4 separate regions of the Mus musculus genome follow, and regions 2, 3 and 4 are each linked to region 1. A link is a contact called in public HiChIP or PLAC-seq data. All regions are on one chromosome and are shown on one strand. The core of a region is the stretch at or near the end of the contact, and the rest is flanking DNA. Distances in the headings are between cores, read along the strand shown. Region 1 holds the start of Epop (elongin BC and polycomb repressive complex 2 associated protein). Region 2 holds the start of Mien1 (migration and invasion enhancer 1). Region 3 holds the start of Osbpl7 (oxysterol binding protein-like 7). Region 4 has its middle 20 kb from the start of Mir8103.

Region 1 (4,619 bases), core at 592-3,091:
CGCTGTGCTCCCCTGCGGTGAAGGCTCTGCCCGCCCGCAGGGAGGACGGAGATGGTCACTAAGCTTTCTGCAGGCTTTCCCGGACGCCAGTCCTTGGATCTTCCACAAAGATGAGTAGAAAGAGCATCAGCCGGACCTCTCGGGTGCTTGAAGATCACTGTCATTTGAGGTCCCGCGGGCCACAGCCCATAAAATGCAAAGCAAAGATCAGCCAAATTTCAGAATCGATGCTCCCTCCTGGAGCCCTCAGTCTGTCCGGGGAACCCAACTTGCCCCCGGGTAGAAGAGGTCCGACGCTCATAGTTCTTCCAAGTTGACCCACCAGGATTTGAGACCCGGGGGCTCAGGGACAGCGGGTCCTCCCATCTGCCACTTCCACAGCGGGTGGGCAGGCGGCGGCTTGGCGTCTCCCTGGAGGCGAAGCGAGGAAGCCGGCCCTAGGTCTCCGTTCTCTTCCACCACCAGAGCTGGGGGACAGGGGAAGCAGTCAAGGAGGCTGAAGGTGCTCGATGTAGGAAGCGTCGGGACGGGCCGCCGTGGCTGCACACTGGGCGGGGGCGGCGCTGGCCGCCGTCGTTTCTTGGCTGCTCCACGGGCTTTGGCCGCGGGCCGTTCGGGCCCTCGGCGCAAACTTGGAGTGTCCAGGGCGAACCCCTTCGCGTAACACCAAAGTTTCGAGCGGCGGATCAGGCGGTTGAAATGTTCCTGGCGGAGATCGCGGGGCGGGTCCGGTGCTGCGTCTGCCGTCGAGGGGCTGAGCGCGGGTGCCTCAGGCGCGGTCGGCGCAGGGTCTCCACCCCCTGGAGCCTCGGAGGCCGGCACAGGCTGCTCGGAAGGCGCAGGCTCCGGGGAGAGGCCCGCAGGTGGCGACGGAGGCGGGGAGCCGGGCTCAAGGGGCGGACTGCTAGCTGCATCAAGACCCCGGGCTGGCCTGGGCGGGGACCAGGCGGGGTTGGTCGGAGAGTCCTGAGGACGCAGGGGAGCAGGGCAGCGGCCCGGAGGTGCGCAGGAACCAGCGCCGAAGTGCGGGAAGCCGCCTCCGCCCTCTTCCTCCTCTCCACCGCCTGGGCACACCGCGACGTCTGCATCCTCGCGGGCCGGGGAGCTCACGTCGCTCGGCCGCCCGGCCTGTCCCCCGAGGTGCTTCAGGCCGTCCGCGGCCCAGCCTCCTGTGCATGGCGAGGCCGGGGGGCCCAGCAGCACCGGGGTCCGCGGCGCCAGCTCTCCAGGCCCCAGGCCCAGGGAGGACGGCCGGGGTTTGGCAAGGGCGCAGAAGGCGAGGGCACGCAGGCACAGTGGGGAGAACTCTGGGGTCCCCCGACGCGGCTTCAGGGGCGTAGGCGAGCAGGGAGACCCCCGCGGGGAAGCGGGCACTGCCAGGCGGGGAGGAGGACACAGAGTCTCCATGGAGCAGCCTTGGGGGTCGCCCACTGCGGGGGCCCTGGTCCCAACGGCGGGATACCCCGGCGGCCCGAAGAGCCTGCGGGCCAGGGGAACATCGCCCCCCGTCGACGGGGAGGTCTGTGCTCACGGGCGTCCGGGGCCCACCACCAAGAGCCCGCGGCGGCGCTCCGGCTCTCTCCTCGGTATCGTCACGCGGCCCTCGCCGCGGCCGGACTCCTGGGTCCCCGCGCGTCCCCGGTGCGATCGGTCGCGCTTCCTGCCGCCGCGTTCCCGGCGCAATGCCCGGCACGATCACCCCTCAACGCCGAGGCGGGGGCAAACAAAGCAGCCGGCGCTCGCCGCCGGCGGGAAGGACCCCGGCCCGGCGCCCGGTGCCCGGGCCCAGCGGCGGGGAGGGCGCCTTCCGCCCTCTCAGCTTCTTTCTTCCCCGCTGGCTCCGGAGACCGCGTTATAGAGAACTGCCCCCTCGCTGCCCCAATACCAGCGCCGCGGCTGCGAGCCCGCCTCTGATTGGGCGCTGCTGCTCTGACGTCACGTAGACCCCACCCCTCTGGCGGCACGGCCCCCGTCCCCATTCCGCACACAGACACACACACGTGGACCCGGAGCTGCTGGGCTGGAGGGCGGAGAGCAGGGACGCGTGGATCTAGGCGCGCGCGGGTGGAAGTGCGAGGGGCCAGACGCACGGCTCCTGGTGGCCTGTTGATGGCCTGGGATCGTTTTAGCTGGTCGCAGGTCCAGTCACTTGTTTACCCAGTAGAAGTCGCGGTTTTTCCGCATCTGTAAAATGGGAAAGTTTGTTTCAGCCCTTTGGAAGAAAATGGTGCTCCGTGAATTCAGAGAGACAAACTCAAAACCAACGTAGAGGAAAAAGATGAAGCCGAGCGTCGGTGGCTTAAGAGCTTGGTGTAGCAAGGAGTCGCTTGCTAAGAGTGTCCTGTGGTCTTTGCTCAGGGCCGGTAGAACAGGGGCCTGGCACTCGGGAACTCAAAAGCAAACAAAAACGCTTGTAGAGTGAATGATTAGGAATTCGCTATATATGTGCAAGATTCATAAAAGAAAAAAATAAATTTGGAGAAAGGGGAGCTTCGACACACCCACGGAAGACAATAAGCTGACTTTCTCTCCGTACTTGTTTCCTTTTCTTGGTGAAGTATGGAAGTGCCCCACATCTTAACGGAATTCCAACGCGCTGGCACCGTTGGGAGCCTCCAGATCCCAGGACTCGACCATCTGGATCCTGAGCGACCTGAATGGGTGGAAAAGACCAAAAACCTTACTCTCCATCCACAAACAAAAAGTGAATAATTTCCAGAACATGCTCTGATAATGTACACATCTCTCACATCTCTTCCCCTCTAGTTCCTACACAGCCTGCTCATTTGTGAAACTGGCTTGTTCCTTAGTGCTGACCTCTCCTCGGAGTCTAGAAAGAGCTGGTGCCCTGGCTGCACAGTCGAGCCCAGCGGCCAGTAGAGCATCCAGTCTTGATCACTGCTATATCCCTACTGCCCAAACGGCACAATAAACATTTGTGAGTCTTTGGGCTATTCATCGTCATCCTAAAATCAGGTTAGAAACAGCTGCTTTTCATCTGCAGAAGTACACGAGATTTATATGTTGGCTTGGACTAGGGGTAGGATGAGACTGAGGGATACAGATTTTTCTTCTGAGCCAGGGCAAAAGAAAGCTCTCCCTCCCTCGCTGATAGGGTCTCACCCACCATGTGGCCTGGAACTCCAGCGTCTGGCTTCACCCTCCCGAGTGCTACACTTAACATGTACAATCGCTTTTTCTGTACCAGGACAAATGATGCAGCTTGCATCCTCATCCTCCCAGCGGTGACAATAGACACACTGTTTTTCTAAATAACATCAAACAAGACCTGAGAAGAAAGGGATGGGAGGATGGGCCCCCCCCCCCCCCACACACACACCCTTTCCTTGGCAGAGACCCAAGGTAAAGCTTCAAAGTGGGACTTACTGATGAAGAGGGTTCAATATTCTGATCTCCCACTTCCCCTACCCCAGGTTTCCTCTAAGGAACAGCTGTCATGAAGTGGGTGGGTCCCTCTGGGGTCCTGCCAGGTCACATGTTTGAACTGGATCTAACCTCCAGGCTCCTTTGCCCATAGAGCCCTCACCCTACTTTAATCTCTCTCTCTCTATCTGGAAGACATTATAGAAGGTGGGTGATCTGCACTAGGGAGGGGGTTGGAAGCCTTAGCAGGATGTTTTTGGCTTAGAGAGAGAGACATCTAACTCCATGCTCTTCTCTAGGTTCTGTGACAGATGTCTGAGATCAGCCTTGGCCCACTGCAGGAGCTTGGCCTGGGAGGCTCCTTTCTCTTCCCCGTTTTCTGGTGTCTCTCGAATTTGCAGCCCTGCACCCAGCACGGTGTGGATCTCTGTGTGAATAAATCAGGGAAAATTATATAACAATGCAGCTCCCAGGCTTCTCCCTTCTCCCACTCCAAAGCTGCCAGCTCCCCAACCCTGAGATAAGGGTTTTAATGAAGGGGTCAACACGGTTAAAGAGTTCTCCCCTGGAGGAGAAATTCCCTCCACCTTCCCTTCCCGGAATACATGGAAGCAGTTAAAAACACTGTGGGGAATGGGTATATGCCACAGTTGAAATGACCCGACGTCAAGGTACCATCTTTTTCAGAAGACTTGGTGGGGGCGGCTATGATTGCCCAGATACGCTGTGTCTCAACGTCCCTTTCAGAAAATGGGACAACTGTGCTTTTCTCACAATATCAACAGCAGGGCTGAACGCGAAGTTTCCCAGCACCAATCCCCTCACGTGGGCCGACCCAACTGCTGCACTTCCCACAGTGAACAGTAGAGGGCACTCGCCCCCATCCTCCGCCTACCACAGGATGGGTGGCTGCTTCCCCTACAGACACAAGCTGGGTGCGAGGAACTGTTTGACGCCACTCCAGAGGGAAGGACAAAAGAAATAGGAAAGGCCCTTGGGGGGGGGGGGAGGTGGCTAGCCCAGAAGACAGTTCTCCTTCGAAGCCCATCTAGTTCTTAACCAAGGGAGAAGGGAGCATGTTCAGGGATTTTGAAGGGAGGGGCCTCCCAGGATCTCCCAGGGTAAACTTTTTCCTTGAACTGTCCTAGCCTTCCAGGCCGAACTTCCCAGCATTATTTTTTTTAAGATTTATTTATTTTATGTATATGAGCACACTGTAGCTGTCTTCAGACACA
Region 2 (4,619 bases), core at 986-3,485, 810 kb after region 1:
AGAAGGTCCTCTGGCCACATGACATCCAGGGCAGCCGGCTATGCCAGGAACGTGCCCTGAGGAACCTCGCTCGATGCTTCAATCCTGAGTGGTTAAGAGGGCCCCGCCTGGCCGGAAGAGACAGCACACTGTTCAGCCCCAGAGGATTACAGACCCTGACTGCCCTGACAGACTGTAGGGTCCAGTGGGTATTCCTTACCTGGCCTGGCTCTCTTGGTTCTGAAGACTGAGGGAAGCTCAGCCTGCAAGGGAGGAGGCCCCAGGTGAATATCCTGGGAGCAGGACACCCCACTAGGACTGAGGCACGTGCATCCCAAGAGGGGGACAGCACTTGCACCCAGACTGGTCTTTGTACAGAGTTTATTTTGTTCTGTTTTTACTTTTGTTTTTTGTTTTTTTTTTAAAGATGAAATAAGGATACAGTGGGAGAGTGGGTGTTATATGAAAGTCGGGGGGTGCTGTCCCCTTTCTCCATTTGCAATGAGATTTGTAAAATAACTGGACCCCAGCCTATGTCTGAGAGTGGTCCCGGGCCGGGTCAAACCGTATTGCTCATCTGACACACAGCTCCTCCTGGAGTGAGTGTGTAGAGATCTTCCAAAAGTTTGAGACAATTTGGCTTTGGGCTTGAGGGACTGGGGAGTTAGGATTCCTTCTGAAGGCCCTTTGGCAACAGGGTCATTCTCCGTTGGACACACTCATACCAAGGCTACCCCCAGAATACTCCGTTGGACACACTCATTCCAAGGCTACCCCCAGAATGAAGTCCTGTCCTCCCAGTGGGAGAGGGGAGCTTGTGGAGAGCATTGCCATGTGACTTGTTTTCCTTGCCTTAGAAAGAAGTATCCATCCAGGAAAACCCCACCCACTAGGTGTTAGTCCCACCCACTAGGTGTTAGCAGGGCCAGACTGACCTGTGTGCCCCCCGCACAGGCTGGACATAAACACACGCCAGTTGACACAAGCATTTGTAATTACTCTTTATTGCCAAGAGCCGACACTGCCCAGGATTCAGGGAAAATAAGTTATAGCAACCGTGGCATCTGAAAGGTATTGCCACGCTGGGGAGAGGACCAAACTGCAGAGGGCACAGATCCCGGGAGAGCGATGGTGATGTTCACAGAGAACATCTCTTTTCTGCCTTTGGCCACAGAAATGTCTAGTCCCTCCTTGTGCCCTAAGAGGCAAAGTGAAGTCAGGGTCTTAGTTACCTAGGGCCAAGTGAGGGGCTAAAGGTAGAGGGATTCCTAGCGTAACCACAAGGAAAGGTTTAAACCCCAGAACCAAGCTTCCAAGAATCATTTCTTAGTCACAGGATGACACAGGGAGGCCGGCTGTTGGTGATCTTTTCTACAGGTTCTCCATTGCTGGCTCTTCGGATGGCTTCCATGAGCTAGCGGACAGAGACATGGGCGAGTGTCATGCACAGGAGAGGAGGGTGTGTCTCGTCTCAGCCACCCTCCCGAGGTACATTAAATACTCACGTCTTTCTCATAAGGAAACCCTCCATTCTCCAGCTTGGAGAACACCAGCTGTCCATTGATCTCAATCTCGAAGGCCCCTGGTAGGAAATAAATGCAAGAACGAACTAAGAACAACAGGCAGAAGTTCAGGGAGGTCCTTGGCACCACCTCGAGTCCAAGCAAGACTGTTCATGGCCTCGGCAGACACCGATCCTGAAGCCATTCAGCCCCAAACCCCAAAGTCCTCACCCGTGCGTCTTTCCAATACGCCATTAAGAGTTCCTTCACTCCAAACCCACAGTAGGCATTTTTGCTATGTGTCAGACCCTACTAGGGGCTTTATATACAACAGCCAATGTCAGCTCTAGAATGTAGGGAGAGCTGGAGTTTTATCACATGGACTGACTCAGCAGGTGCTCTGCGGACCTCACCTGTCCCCCCGAGTCGCGACTCAATCTCAATGCCCGGATACTCCTCCTTCACAGCGCTCGCCAGCTCCAGGTAGGTCGCCTCAAAGCCGCAGGGTTTACTGGGGAGAAGAGACGTGGAGTGAGCTGGGGTTCCGGGGGTGGGGCCTCCCGTGGATCCACCCCCATCTTGCGGGCGAGCACAAGAGGCTCCTTTTCAACCCGAGTGGCTTACCAGTACTCCACCACGATGTGGACTCCACTGCCTGCTTCCACCTCCCCGGGAGGGGGCACTACGGACACCGGCGCTGGCTCCCCACTCATTGCTGCCCGCTCCGCTGCAGGGCTGCTTCCGGGTGTGACGCCACGCCAAAGTCACGTGGGGGGCGTGTCCGTGGGCGTGTCCGGACCTCGCTTTGCGTCGGGGCGCCCTCTGCCGTCAGCAGGTACTGCTACATCTTGATCCAGCTGCAGAGCGAATATCCTGGACCAGCACTGATCCTGGGTTCTGAGAGCTCATTGGCATCCAATGCTCACAGTCATGGATTTGCTTACTAACGAACTGCCTGTGATCACAAAGCTATTTTCCATTTACAAAAGACAGAGAAAATGGGGCAGGCGGCCGAGGTAGCTGATGGTCTGTGATTGGTGTTGCTATTTACCTCTCGAACGATGATAGCGTTTGAAACCACACCATACTGCTTTTCTTTCGAGTTCTTTTTTTTTTAACTTTTAAGAATATTTTAATTACGTATATATGTGTATAAGTGTGAATTTATGCATGCGAGGGCATCTTTAAAACTTACTACATTTATTTATTAATTTGTGGACGAGTGTGTATTGGAGGTGGGGGCCATGCCATAGCATGCTTTTGAAGGTCAGAGTACAGCAACTTTCGGCCTCCTCCATCTTATCATGTGGGTCCCAGGGATTGAACTCAGAGTATCAGATTCTGTCTCAAAGGTCTGTCTCTTACAGGTCAAGCGTCTTCATCAGCCCAGAACTCTAGTTCTTTTGACTCTGAAGTGCTGACCCCCACTTTATGCACACTCCTCATCCCTGCCTCTTGCTAGAGGGCTAGTGTCATTGAACTCAGTTTGTAATTCTGGAACTGCAGCCTGGGTCCTCCCTGTCTCTTCCTTCCCTGAAGCACCACTACAGTATCGTAACAAGTCACCCATTCTGGTGTCCCTTGAAACTGTTCATTGTTGGGTCGGTCTGTGTTTGCTGAGTTCTGACGTCATCCCATCTAGTTATAGGATATTTCAATGGATCTAAGAAGGCCTTTCCTGTTTGCTTGCAGCTTCCAACTCCAGCCCCAAGCAATCGCTGCTCTGCTCTCTAAACTTTTCTGGACATTTCACATAAATGGACTCTTGCAGCATGTGACGTTTGCTCTGTTGTATCAGAGCAAGCCTCCATCCAGTGCTGTGTCCCAGGCGTTCCTTTCTATTGATGAATACTATTTCATTCTGTTGTATAGAAAAAGCACAGATTATTTGTCTATTAACATTAATCTGGGTTTCTTTGGGTTGTTTGTTTTGAGTAAATGTCTTGTAGATGCCTTTGTATGGATGTGTTGCCATTTCTCTTAAGTTCCTTAGAGTAAAATTAAAACTACTGGGCTGCGAGAAATTTATATTTAACTCTTTATGGATTGCCTACCTGCTTTTGTTTTTGTTTTTTGTTTTTGTTTTTTTTTTTCTAAGCAGCTGTAGCATTTTACACCACCAAAAGGGCACAAGGAGTTGTTTCTTCATAGCCACCACAAATACTGGTTGCCTGTCTCTTTGATGATATTACTTTTTTTTTTTTAGATTAAATTTATTTATTTATTTTATGTATATATGAGTAGACTGCAGCTGTACTGATAGTTGTGAGCCATCATGTGGTTGCTGGGAATTTGAATTCAGGATCTCTTCTCACTCCGGTAGACCCTGCTCACTCTGGTCGGCCCGCTTGCTCCAGTCTAAAGATTTATTTATTATTATATCTAAGTACACTGTAGCTGTCTTCAGACACCCCAGAAGAGGGTGTCAGATCTCATTATGGGTGGTTGAGTGCCACCATGTGGTTGCTAGGATTTGAACTCAGGACCTTCAGAAGAGCAATCAGTGCTTTTAACCACTGAGCCATCTCTCCAGCCCTGATGATAGTTATTCTTTTAGGTAATGCAATAGGCCATCTTTTCAAGTAGTCACATTTTTGCTGTTGGTTTTTTTTTTTTTTTTTTTTTTTTTTTTGAGACAGGGTTTCTCTATAGCCCTGGCTGTCCTGGAACTCACTCTGTAGACCAAGCTGGCCTCGAACTCAGAAATCTGCCTGCCTCTCCCTCCCATGTGCTGGGATTAAAGGCCTGTGCCACCTTTGCCCATTTTATAGCCCAGTTAAATTGGGTTACTTTCTTTTTATTATTGGCATCTAAGAGTTCTCTATATATCCTACATACAATATCTCAAGTGAAATAAGTATTTACAAAGATTTTCTCTTGCTATTTGCAGCACACACACACTAAATGAATATACGCAATTAAAATGTTTTTCTTTTAAAAGTCCTTTGCAAGGCCGGGCCTGGTGGTGTACACCTTTAATCCCAGCACTTGGGAGGCAGAGACAGGCAGATTTCTGAGTTCGAGGCCAGCCTGGTCTACAGAGTGAGTTCCAGGACAGCCAGGGCTATACAGAGAAACCCTGTCTTGAAAAACCAAAAAACAAAACAAAACAAAAAAAGTCCTTTGCAAGCCGACAGA
Region 3 (4,619 bases), core at 561-3,060, 580 kb before region 1:
TTATGTGTAAAACTGTGCTTACGGGGCTGTAGAGATGGCTCAGCAGTTAACAGCACTGACTGCTCTTCCAGAGGTCCTGAGTTCAATTCCCAGCAACCACATGGTGACTCCCAAGCATCTGTAATGAACTGGTGACCTCTTCTGGTGTGTCTGAAGACAGCTACAGTGTACTCATAAATAAAATAAATAATATTTTTAAAAGCCTGCCTATGTTTATATCTGTACCCTTTGTATGAGCCTGTGCACACAGAGGTCAGAAGAGAGCATTGATCTGGAGCTAGAGTTCCTGGTGGTGGTGAACCACCATGTGAGTAGGAGATTGAACCTGAGTCCTCGGAAGAGCAAGTGCTTACAGCCAAGTCTCCAGCCCTGAACTCCTGATCTTACAAAGTTATTGTCTGGGTTATTTCAAGTCCTCTCCAAATTCTCACTTTTCTTCCTTAAAAGCCATCTTCCCTAGTTGCCTGTCCTTCCAAATACTACATCTCACGTGCTTTTCCTTACGAAGGCTGGGGGAACTAGAGTTCTCATGTAATAGGAGCCCTGGGGGCTATGGCAGGAGGCCCTCCCTGAGTCTTGGGAAGTGGCACCTCCCGCCTGTGGCCTGCCACTGTTCTTGATCCTGAGTGGATCAGGGTGAATGTGGAGTGACTCCTTAGCATTCCTTCCCAGACTTGGAGCAGTGCCGCAGCGTCTTTAGTCCTGGACAGTTGGAAGATCTGCAGCAGCTATCCTCTGGCCTGGGCCAGGACCAGCTTCCCACAGTCCCCACCTCTGCAGATGCCCAGGGATACTCAATCATTTAAAAGGCCCTTGAGGCTCTGGATGTCAGAGTAGCTCCTCCTGGTGCCACTTTGCCTCCAGAGGCCTGCCTGGTGCTGCCCACTGCACCCCTCCCTCTTGGGAGGCTAAATCCATGCTGAGGTTTTGAAGGGAGCCCAGACAGCAGGTACTGCTGTGGTGTGTAAGACTTTGATGTCTAGAAAGGTGGAGCAGACGATTGGCCCACATCATCTCTGCAGCCACACAAGAGCCTTCCATCATACCAGAGCCTGCTGGTGCTACCATTTCTCAGGCACCAAACCTGTTAGTCCGTGCTCATCCATTTGGGAATTGTAGGTCTTTCTCATAATGTAATTCTTGATTATTTCAGCAACTGAACACAGTGGGGTAAAGGTGTTTGAGGGTCAGGGGAGGGGCCCCAGCTAGTCTTTGTTTTATAACTGCCAGCCCATGACTGCATAGCTGCTCCCACCTCTCTGCATCTCTGCTCCTAGAGACTTGCTGCACCCATACTTCCTGATTGCCACGGACTGACCTGGTAGGGCATTGCTCTCAATGAGGAGCCTCGGTGGGGCTTCAGCTGTCCCTCTTGCCTGCTGACTGTGCTCCTGGCACAGATTGTCATGTCCCAGAGTATGTGGGGGTGGGGTGGGACGGTGTCTCTGTCCCTTCCCAGTCAACCTGATATCTTTGCTGGTCCAAAATATGCCATCTATTTCAGGTGTAATTGAGAGGCAGGGTGAATAAGGAAATGGCCTTGAGTGTTCACTGGGGTCAAGGCCATGTTAGTCTGAATAAAATCCTTTACCTTCGATGGCTTGAAGCCAGCAGTTGTTCAGTCCTCTGAAGCATGTGGAACTATGCCCAGTGGGGATTGTGCCCCTCATTTCCAAGTCATTTGGTACCACTCCGTCCTTAGTCCTCCCGAGAGCAGGGGGGCAGAGCTGAGCGGCAGCCCGGAGCTTGGCGGGAGGAGGCAACGGAGGAGGGGCAGGTGGGGAGATCCGGCTGGAGGGGAGGCTCCGACGTCTCCTTCCTTCCTGGTTCCTGCAGTAGCTGCTGCAACTGCTCAGTTCTGTGAAGAGCTAGCCGGTGACTCGGAGACAGTCTCAGGCACAGCAGCGTACGGATCAAGAGGCTCTGGCGTCCATGGATCCTGGGGTAAGGGGGCCTTGCTGTCACGGCCTGACATTCCTGGGAAGGCTTCCTCTCCTCTGGAGCTGGTGGGTCTACTCCTCTGGTAAAGGCGCTGAGAATGGGGGTGGTTAAGGGGGGCACTCACCTGTCTCACTCCACCTCTCCTTCCTACCGGTAGATACTTCCCACCTCTGCGGGGGGGCCAGCAGCAAATGGCCAGGGTTCTAGCGGCCAGGACAAGGGCATAGAAATACCCCAGCACCGGAAGAGTTTTGAAACTTTAAATGGCTGAATGCAGGAGTTTCCCCTTGGGCCAGCCTCTTGTAGCCTGGTCCCTTATGCTGTGACCTCCTGGCCACACTCACACTGTCCCTTCCCTGCCCCTTCTGGGCCTCAACTCCTCAGGTGCTTGCTAGCTGCATGAAGCTCTGAGCTGCTTCCCCAGACACAGGGCAACATCACTCCTCCAGTCCCTTCCCCTTCATACACACACACACACACACACACACACACAGCGCTCATGCATTATTGATCTCCTGGCGGAGCCAGGATGGCCAGAGCCGGTGCCAAGGACGCCTGTGGGCACTGCCTCGGGACCTGGGTGGACCACGACATGTTCTTGGCCACCTCTTCTCCCACCCACAGTGTCATAGCCGGTCAGTGCCCTGCTCCTTCTGGGTGGGAGGTTTCTCAGGAACACAGAGGACTAACATGGTAGCAAGGGGCTGGTAAGGCTTTGCAGGGAAGAGAGTCCAAGGTGGGTATTCTCGGCGTGTCTGGGTGTCTGGTGAGAGGAGGCATGGGAAGATGGGACTGTCTCAGGCCTCAGTTTCCCCATGCAGAAAATGGGAGTGAGAACTGACAGCTATAGGGGGCCAGTTAGTAGAAGTTTGAGAACAGTTGTGCCAGAGGGGTGGCAAAGCCACAGATGTAGGCAGAGATACTGGATGGGGAGGCAGCTGAGCTAAGGAGATCTTGCTCACCAAGTCTCTGAGCCCCCCCTCCCCCCTATTTTCTTGGACTCTCTTCTTCCTTCATTCCCCAGCCTCACAAACACAGAGTGTTTCCTGGATTCCTGGGTGCATGTCCGGGACAGAGGCACACATTGGGTGCAGTGGCCACAGTGGGGGTTGGGTTGGGCGTAGCTGCCCAGGCCCAGGGGTGGTCAGGGAACTGGGGGTGTGGGGATGTCATGTGAGTGGAGGATGTGTGTCTCGGTGTGGGAGGGACCAGCGGTGGGACGGTGGGACACATGGCAGTATGGTAGTACTCGTGGGTCTCTCTCTTGCTTCAAGGGTTCCCCCAGGACAAGGTGACATTCTCCCCAACCCACCCGGCCCTGCCGTCCTCATCGGGGAGCAACTTCTTCCTCATGGACTTCCAGGAAAGAGACACGCCCTCTTTGGCTGAGAGTACTCAGTCTTCAAAGCCCAGCAGTACCCAGCAGGTCTGAGCAGAAGAGTGCCGGAGGGTAGGCGGGGCTTGGGTCCCTGGGGCGTGGACTGAGGTAGCAGTGGCCTCAGCAACTGCTGTTCTCCTTCTACTCTGGACTTCAGGCCTCGGAGCTGTGGGAGGTGATGGAGGAGCCTCGGGGCAGGCTGGGAGCAGACGACATCATGCCTGAGAGACAGGAAGGACACCTGCTCAAGAAGAGGAAGTGGCCTCTTAAGGGCTGGCACAAGGTAGGGCGGCAGGGCAAGGGAGGAGCTACCTGAGGAAGGCTGCTGGACAGCCCTGGTATTCCTGTGTGGAAAGGAGAAGAAAAATGTGTGTGTTTGTTCTCTCCCCACCCCCCACCCTCCATGTTCCTGGCTGCTTGTTCTGTCCCTCTGGGGTACAGAGGTACTTTGTGCTGGAGGACGGGATCCTACACTATGCCACGACTCGACAAGATGTGAGTCAGGTTCCGGGCTTGGGGGCTGGGGGGAGCCTGTCCCAGGATGTTCTGAGCAGGTGGGGGGAGTCTTGAGTTAGCCAGAGCAGGGTATGGCTCTCACTCAGTTCCACCTTTCAGCAACCTCTGTCAAGTTACAGTTGGCTTTTTGTATCCATAGGCTCCACACCTGCAGGTTCAACAATTTAAACACACACACACACACCTACTTTCAAAATGCCTGCACTAAACACATATACTGTATTTTTTTCTTGTCATGATTCCCTACACACTAGAACTGCCAATCCCATACCGTGCCCATTGCTTGCCATTAGGTATTAGAAATCGTCTAGAGAGGGGGCTGGTGAGATGGCTCAGTGGGTAAGAGCACCCGACTGCTCTTCCGAAGGTCAGGAGTTCAAATCCCAGCAACCACATGGTGGCTCACAACCATCTGTAACGAGATCTGACTCTCTCTTCTGGAGTGTCTCAGGACAGCTACAGTGTATTTACATATAATAAATAAATAAATAAATATTTAAAAAAAAAAAAAAAAAAAGAAATCGTCTAGAGGGCTGGAGAGATGGCTCAGCGGTTAAGAACACTGACTGTTCTTCCGGAGGTCCTGAGTTCAATTCCCAGCAACCACATAGTGGCTCACAACTATCTGTAATGGAACCTGATGACCTGTTCTGTGTCTCTGAAGAGAGTGACAATGTACTCATATAAATAATAATAAAAAAATAAAAAGTAAAAAAAAAAGTAGAAATCGTCTAGAAATGCTTAAAGAACACAGAGACCGTATATATAGGTTATGTGAAGAAAC
Region 4 (4,619 bases), core at 1,192-3,691, 550 kb before region 1:
GACTGAACTTCTGAACCTGCAAGCCAGCCCCAATAAAATGCTATCCTTTATAAGACTTGTCTTGGTCATGGTGTCTGTTCACAGCAGTAAAACCCTAACAAAGACACTGTACTCTGGTCTGCTATGGGCTCCCTATCTAAGGGTGGGGGATAGGCAGGTGTGTTGATCTCCTCCAAAACATTTGGTCACACAGCAGCTCTCCACGTGTGTCCCAGCGCACGCACTGAGGTGATGTCTAGAGTCAAATGTCCATTGCCGCTCCTTGACCTTTGACAGCAAGGGCCCTCCTGTTTTTCCAGAACTTCACTACTGAGGTGGATGAGGCAAGACTCTCCATGGCCCTGGGCTCCTTAACTGCCAAAGGCTGAGCTCCATCCCCCCGGATCCCATCTTTGGTGAGGGAGCTGATGGACCTTAGCTCACACCATCTGTCTTGTCTGGTCTTACCCCAGCTAAGACATTGTCGGCCACTTTCAGAACTGAATGCAGTTCTTTCTCACCTACAGTTGGCAGGACCCTTAGTGTTCTCTCCTTCCAAACCTTGATTCTTGTGACTCACCCTATGCCACCCTCTCTAACCTAGCATCGAGGATCCCCGAGGACACCTAGTCTCAGGGAGGTGATGACAGCAGTGACGGGGTCTGGGCTCTTGCCTCTGCCCTTCATTCCTCTACCTTGATCTGTGGAGGGATCAGGAGAGCAGGAGGGACTCTGCCTGCTCTCCATGGCAGGCTGTAGCAGCCAGGAGAGGTGACCCTGCACTTGTTCTGTGGGAAGGGTGAATTTGTGTGATCTCCTTTCCTCATCTAGAACTGTCTCTCCTATTGGACGGGGACCAGGGAACAGCAGGGTCCCCTGTCAGGAATGGGCTCCATCAGTCTCAGGGCCTAACTGCTCCATCCCACTTCTGCCTTAAGCCTGCCCTCAGCAATTAGTTCCTGTTCTCCCTACCAGGCCGCCCCCACATCGCACCTCCCATCACCTTACAGCTTCTCTCAGCAAAGTCAGAGGGAGGACCAGTGCTACACTCAGGTGACCCATCCCAGACTGCAGTCAGGGTCGGGCATTTGGCGCACAGGAGCCAAGTCTGTGGTGTTAAGGATCAGAATTATGAGGGCCTATTAGGTAAGGCCAGCAGCAAAGCCTGACTCTCTGACTAGGAACAGAGAAGACCCAAACCAGCAAGTCTAGATGTGGAAGCACTTGATGCCCCTCTCTCCCATTCACTGATAGCCCCCAAGGTAGCAGAACCTGGAACAGTTAGTGAAGTTGGTCAGCTGAAACTTGGGGGTGGGGGATGGAAGTGAGGGTGTGTGCTCCAGGTACACACAGCCTGAGTTTGGAGGTGTCTTTTTAGGATTCATTGATCATCACTCAGCAGCATTTTCAGCCATGGTCAAGCGTCAGGGGCCTGGATTGCTCTTTGGTGAAGATGCCCTAGAACAAAGGAGATGATGGTATAGAGGTCAGTGGGTTCCATCATGAAGTGGGCGCTTTGGGGAGATTAGACTGCCCCCTTGTGGAAACATGATGAACTTCATCATATTCTTTCTGCCCTTCAAGTAGTTTCATAACCATTTGTGCCCCGTCCCGCCCACGCCACTGACAAGCCTTTAGCGGGAGTCCTTTTATTAAAGAGTCTGTATATTGAGCTTCCACACACGAAGCCCTACTGTTATACAGACAAGCAATTATGAAACAGTTGGTGTGTGCTTTCTGCGTCATCCGCTTATTCTGTAGGAGGTTAGTACTACCATCCGTCTGATTTTACAGATCCTATCAGTAGAGCGGATCAGAGACAGAAATTAAACGAGCTGCCTAAGGCCACACAGCGACTGGAGATTCCAGATGCTCTGCTGTCGAGCATTCCTCCTCCCCACCCCCCGACCTGCCTGTCACGGGTATGGGAAGCCTCGTGTGATCAGAATCCTGCTACATGCAAGAGTCTCCTCAGACCTCTTCTCTGGCTGCCCTAATGCTCAGTCGGCTTGCTCGCACAGGTGAAGGGTCGGGAGACCTTCAAGAGCCTTCCTTTGCTCATAGAGTCTTTAGGTTTCTTCTAGTGGGAAACCAGAGATAGGAGACTCTCAGGGGTATCCAGAGCTCCCGTCAGAATAGGGACATGTCACTAAGGACCCAGAAACCAGTGAGCATAGCGACCACGCTCACTACCTTCCCGCCCACACTCTGTTCTTCAAGAGTGTCCTGTCAGGGGGTTAGCCTCTCTTCTGAAACCTGAAACCTAGGAGTGTGAGGGGCCAGGAGGAGGAAATAAGCCTCTTCCAGAGTTCCCTCTCAACACGTGCTTGCTGACAGAGTACTGTGGGTGGGTGGCACCCCCCGCAGCAAAGGTGGCTACGGAGTGGAGCATGGCCTCAAGGGACTCTGTCAGTAGAGGAAGGACAATGAGTCAACATGGCTGTGATTCAGCGTGACTGTAATAACGGCAGAAGAGAAGGCTGAGTTCCTCTGCGGTGGGCGGGAATTTACAGGAGATGGGATCAGGCAGAGTGGGTCGGGATGAGCCCTCGGAGAGCAGTGCCAGGCAAGCGAGGCAAACGCAGAGACCTGCAGTCTGAACATGACGGGATTGGGAGACAGTGCGTTGTGGCTGCCTGGAGCAGGCAGAAGATTGGCTGAGCAGCTGAGGTCGTTCATATCTGTGGGACATAAGTGCTTTAAGTAAAGACGATGGAATCCCTTCTAAGCATGCAGAAATGTCTCTCCACACTCTGAGGGAACAGGGCAGGCCTGGGAGCTAGGTCACCTAGTTTCTTAGTGTCTTCATTAAGCGTTTCTGGAGTTCCCTTTCAGTGGGGGAGCTTGTAGCTGTAAGTGACTGGGTCCCACTGGGACCAACTCAAATAGAAATGGAATGATGTATTCGTTCACATAACTGGAGGACACCGAGAGAGTCCAACTGATGGTCTGTGAAGCACTGTGGCAGGGGACAAGAGAGGCTGTAATTAACCCAGCTGGTCACATGTCCAATTTTGTAGAGGAAGCAGAAGCAGGAGGCAGCCCACAATTCACAGCTCTTTAAGACTACGGGGAGTAACCGGGGTATGCTGGCGCAGGCCTGTAATCCCAGCACTCGGAAGGCCGGGGTGGAAGTATTGTCTGCTGGAGGCTAAACGGGTGAAGAGCAAGACCTTGTCATGAAAAAATAAAAACAAACAAACAAACAAAAGCCCCTTGTGGAATGAGAGGGGGCATGGCTTTGGGATAACATGGCAATGAGTTCGCCAGTTAGCAACGGGAGCTGACATTTCTAAACGATGCATGTTCTCTGAGTCAGGAGCCCAGTCTGCCTCAAATGCTGTCCAGTCCAGACAAGGCCGGAGTGAGCCTGGGGAACAGGCACTGGATGGGAAAGCGAGAGTCACCTACGGCAGAATTCAGCACTACAGTATGTAGCCACAGTTCAAACCTCAACAATTGCCCTTCCGCGGAGCTATGGAAAATAAGGGGCGTTAGCCAACGAGAGAAAAGATGAAGAATGTTCAGAGAGAGGTGATCGCACTTAGAAGCTGCGGGTTCTGGTTTGGGAAAGCTGTCCTAGAGAGGGTGAGGAGCAGGGGGACTAGAGAGTCCAGCTTGGCAGGAGACAAGGGAGGGCTGGGGAGGTGGCTATGGGCCCTTCGGGCTGAGACACCTAGAAGGTGATTAGACTGTGTTGGATCTTGAAGTTCAAGAAAAGGCTCCAGCCACAGCGGTGGATTTGAATGCACACCAGGGAGTGGCAGCTAAGGACTGGGAAGCAGCTGGGGCTTGGGTGGGGCGGACCTGCAGCACAGCCACGCTTGCCACACAGGTGACCTTGGAAGGAGGCAGAGAGAGAGAGAGAGAGAGAGAGAGAGAGAGAGAGAGAGAGAGAGAGAGCAGAGCAGGTGAACTGTGGCTTGTGCTGCCTCGTGCTTTGCTTTTCTCTTCTTTTCTTTTTTTTTTTAAAGATTTATTTATTTATTATATGGAAGTACATTGTAGCTGTCTTCAGACACTCCAGAAGAGGGCGTCAGATCTCGTTACAGATGGTTGTGAGCCACCATGTGGTTGCTGGGATTTGAACTCTGGACCTTCGGAAGAGCAGTCGGGTGCTCTTACCCACTGAGCCATCTCACCAGCCCTCTTCTTTTCTTTTTTTGGTTTCTCTGTATAGCCCTGGCTATCCTGGAACTCACTTTGTAGACCAGGCTGGCCTGGAACTCAGAAATCTGCCTGCCTCTGCTTCCCGAGTGCTGGGATTAAAGGTGTGCGCTACCCCTGCCCGGCGCCTTGTGCTTTTCATTTGGAAGCTTCCAAGCCAAGCAAAAGATTTCCTGCCGTGGTATGAAGATCTGACGGCCAGCATAATGCTCAGCTGTGGCACCCAAAGCCAGAAGCCAGAAGGAAACGCTCAAAGGGTGGAAAGTAAATCCAGATCGTGGGTTCCCAAAGTCCTTCTTCTGGCTCTTTCATTAGCAAGAAAAGCTTGAACTGGTGTTTAGGGGGCAATGGCCACGAGGAAGACAGCTCACCTCTCCTGCCTCTTCTGCAGCTACACCTAAGTGACTTAGTCCCATGTGTCCCTTCCGTTTGTGCATCTCCTTCCATCTCCTTGGTTTTTCTCTGTGTAGCAC

The links. HiChIP or PLAC-seq counts read pairs in DNA pulled down with a chosen protein or histone mark.
Region 2: a contact with region 1 is called in a FOXA1 HiChIP or PLAC-seq map of pancreatic cancer cells. The contact joins the promoter of Mien1 here to the promoter of Epop in region 1. A contact is called at or near these places in 1 of 39 promoter capture datasets (cranial neural crest) and 1 of 115 datasets of contacts at active chromatin or transcription factors (pancreatic cancer cells).
Region 3: a contact with region 1 is called in an H3K27ac HiChIP or PLAC-seq map of extraembryonic endoderm stem cells, with 2.8 times the contacts expected there. The contact joins the promoter of Osbpl7 here to the promoter of Epop in region 1. A contact is called at or near these places in 1 of 39 promoter capture datasets (cranial neural crest) and 1 of 115 datasets of contacts at active chromatin or transcription factors (extraembryonic endoderm stem cells).
Region 4: a contact with region 1 is called in a FOXA1 HiChIP or PLAC-seq map of pancreatic cancer cells. The contact joins the enhancer-like site here to the promoter of Epop in region 1. A contact is called at or near these places in 1 of 39 promoter capture datasets (liver) and 2 of 115 datasets of contacts at active chromatin or transcription factors (embryonic stem cells and pancreatic cancer cells).

The regions. Positions count from the first base shown.
Region 1 is chr11:97,627,875-97,632,493 of GRCm38.p6, forward strand. It overlaps Epop (elongin BC and polycomb repressive complex 2 associated protein), which reads right to left and starts at 1,842. Exons shown (of 1, transcript NM_175332.3): 1 at 1-1,842. The coding sequence starts at 1,407. The coding sequence ends at 298.
Region 2 is chr11:98,436,753-98,441,371 of GRCm38.p6, forward strand. It overlaps Mien1 (migration and invasion enhancer 1), which reads right to left and starts at 2,236. Exons shown (of 4, transcript NM_025559.2): 1 at 2,106-2,236; 2 at 1,895-1,992; 3 at 1,485-1,561; 4 at 956-1,393. The coding sequence starts at 2,194. The coding sequence ends at 1,310. It overlaps Erbb2 (erb-b2 receptor tyrosine kinase 2), which reads left to right. Exons shown (of 27, transcript NM_001003817.1): 27 at 1-964.
Region 3 is chr11:97,049,010-97,053,628 of GRCm38.p6, forward strand. It overlaps Osbpl7 (oxysterol binding protein-like 7), which reads left to right and starts at 1,811. Exons shown (of 23, transcript NM_001310509.2): 1 at 1,811-1,944; 2 at 3,216-3,367; 3 at 3,477-3,602; 4 at 3,761-3,814. The coding sequence starts at 3,293. It overlaps Mrpl10 (mitochondrial ribosomal protein L10), which reads left to right. Exons shown (of 5, transcript NM_026154.3): 5 at 1-204.
Region 4 is chr11:97,081,555-97,086,173 of GRCm38.p6, forward strand. No RefSeq gene overlaps it. Among named protein-coding and RNA genes, the nearest start is that of Mir8103, 20 kb to the left of the region's middle. Within about 2 kb of position 2,442, at least 41 of the 459 cell types and tissues checked have an H3K27ac peak or open chromatin away from gene starts, as enhancers often do. A contact at or near this core is called in pancreatic cancer cells, where this site is marked.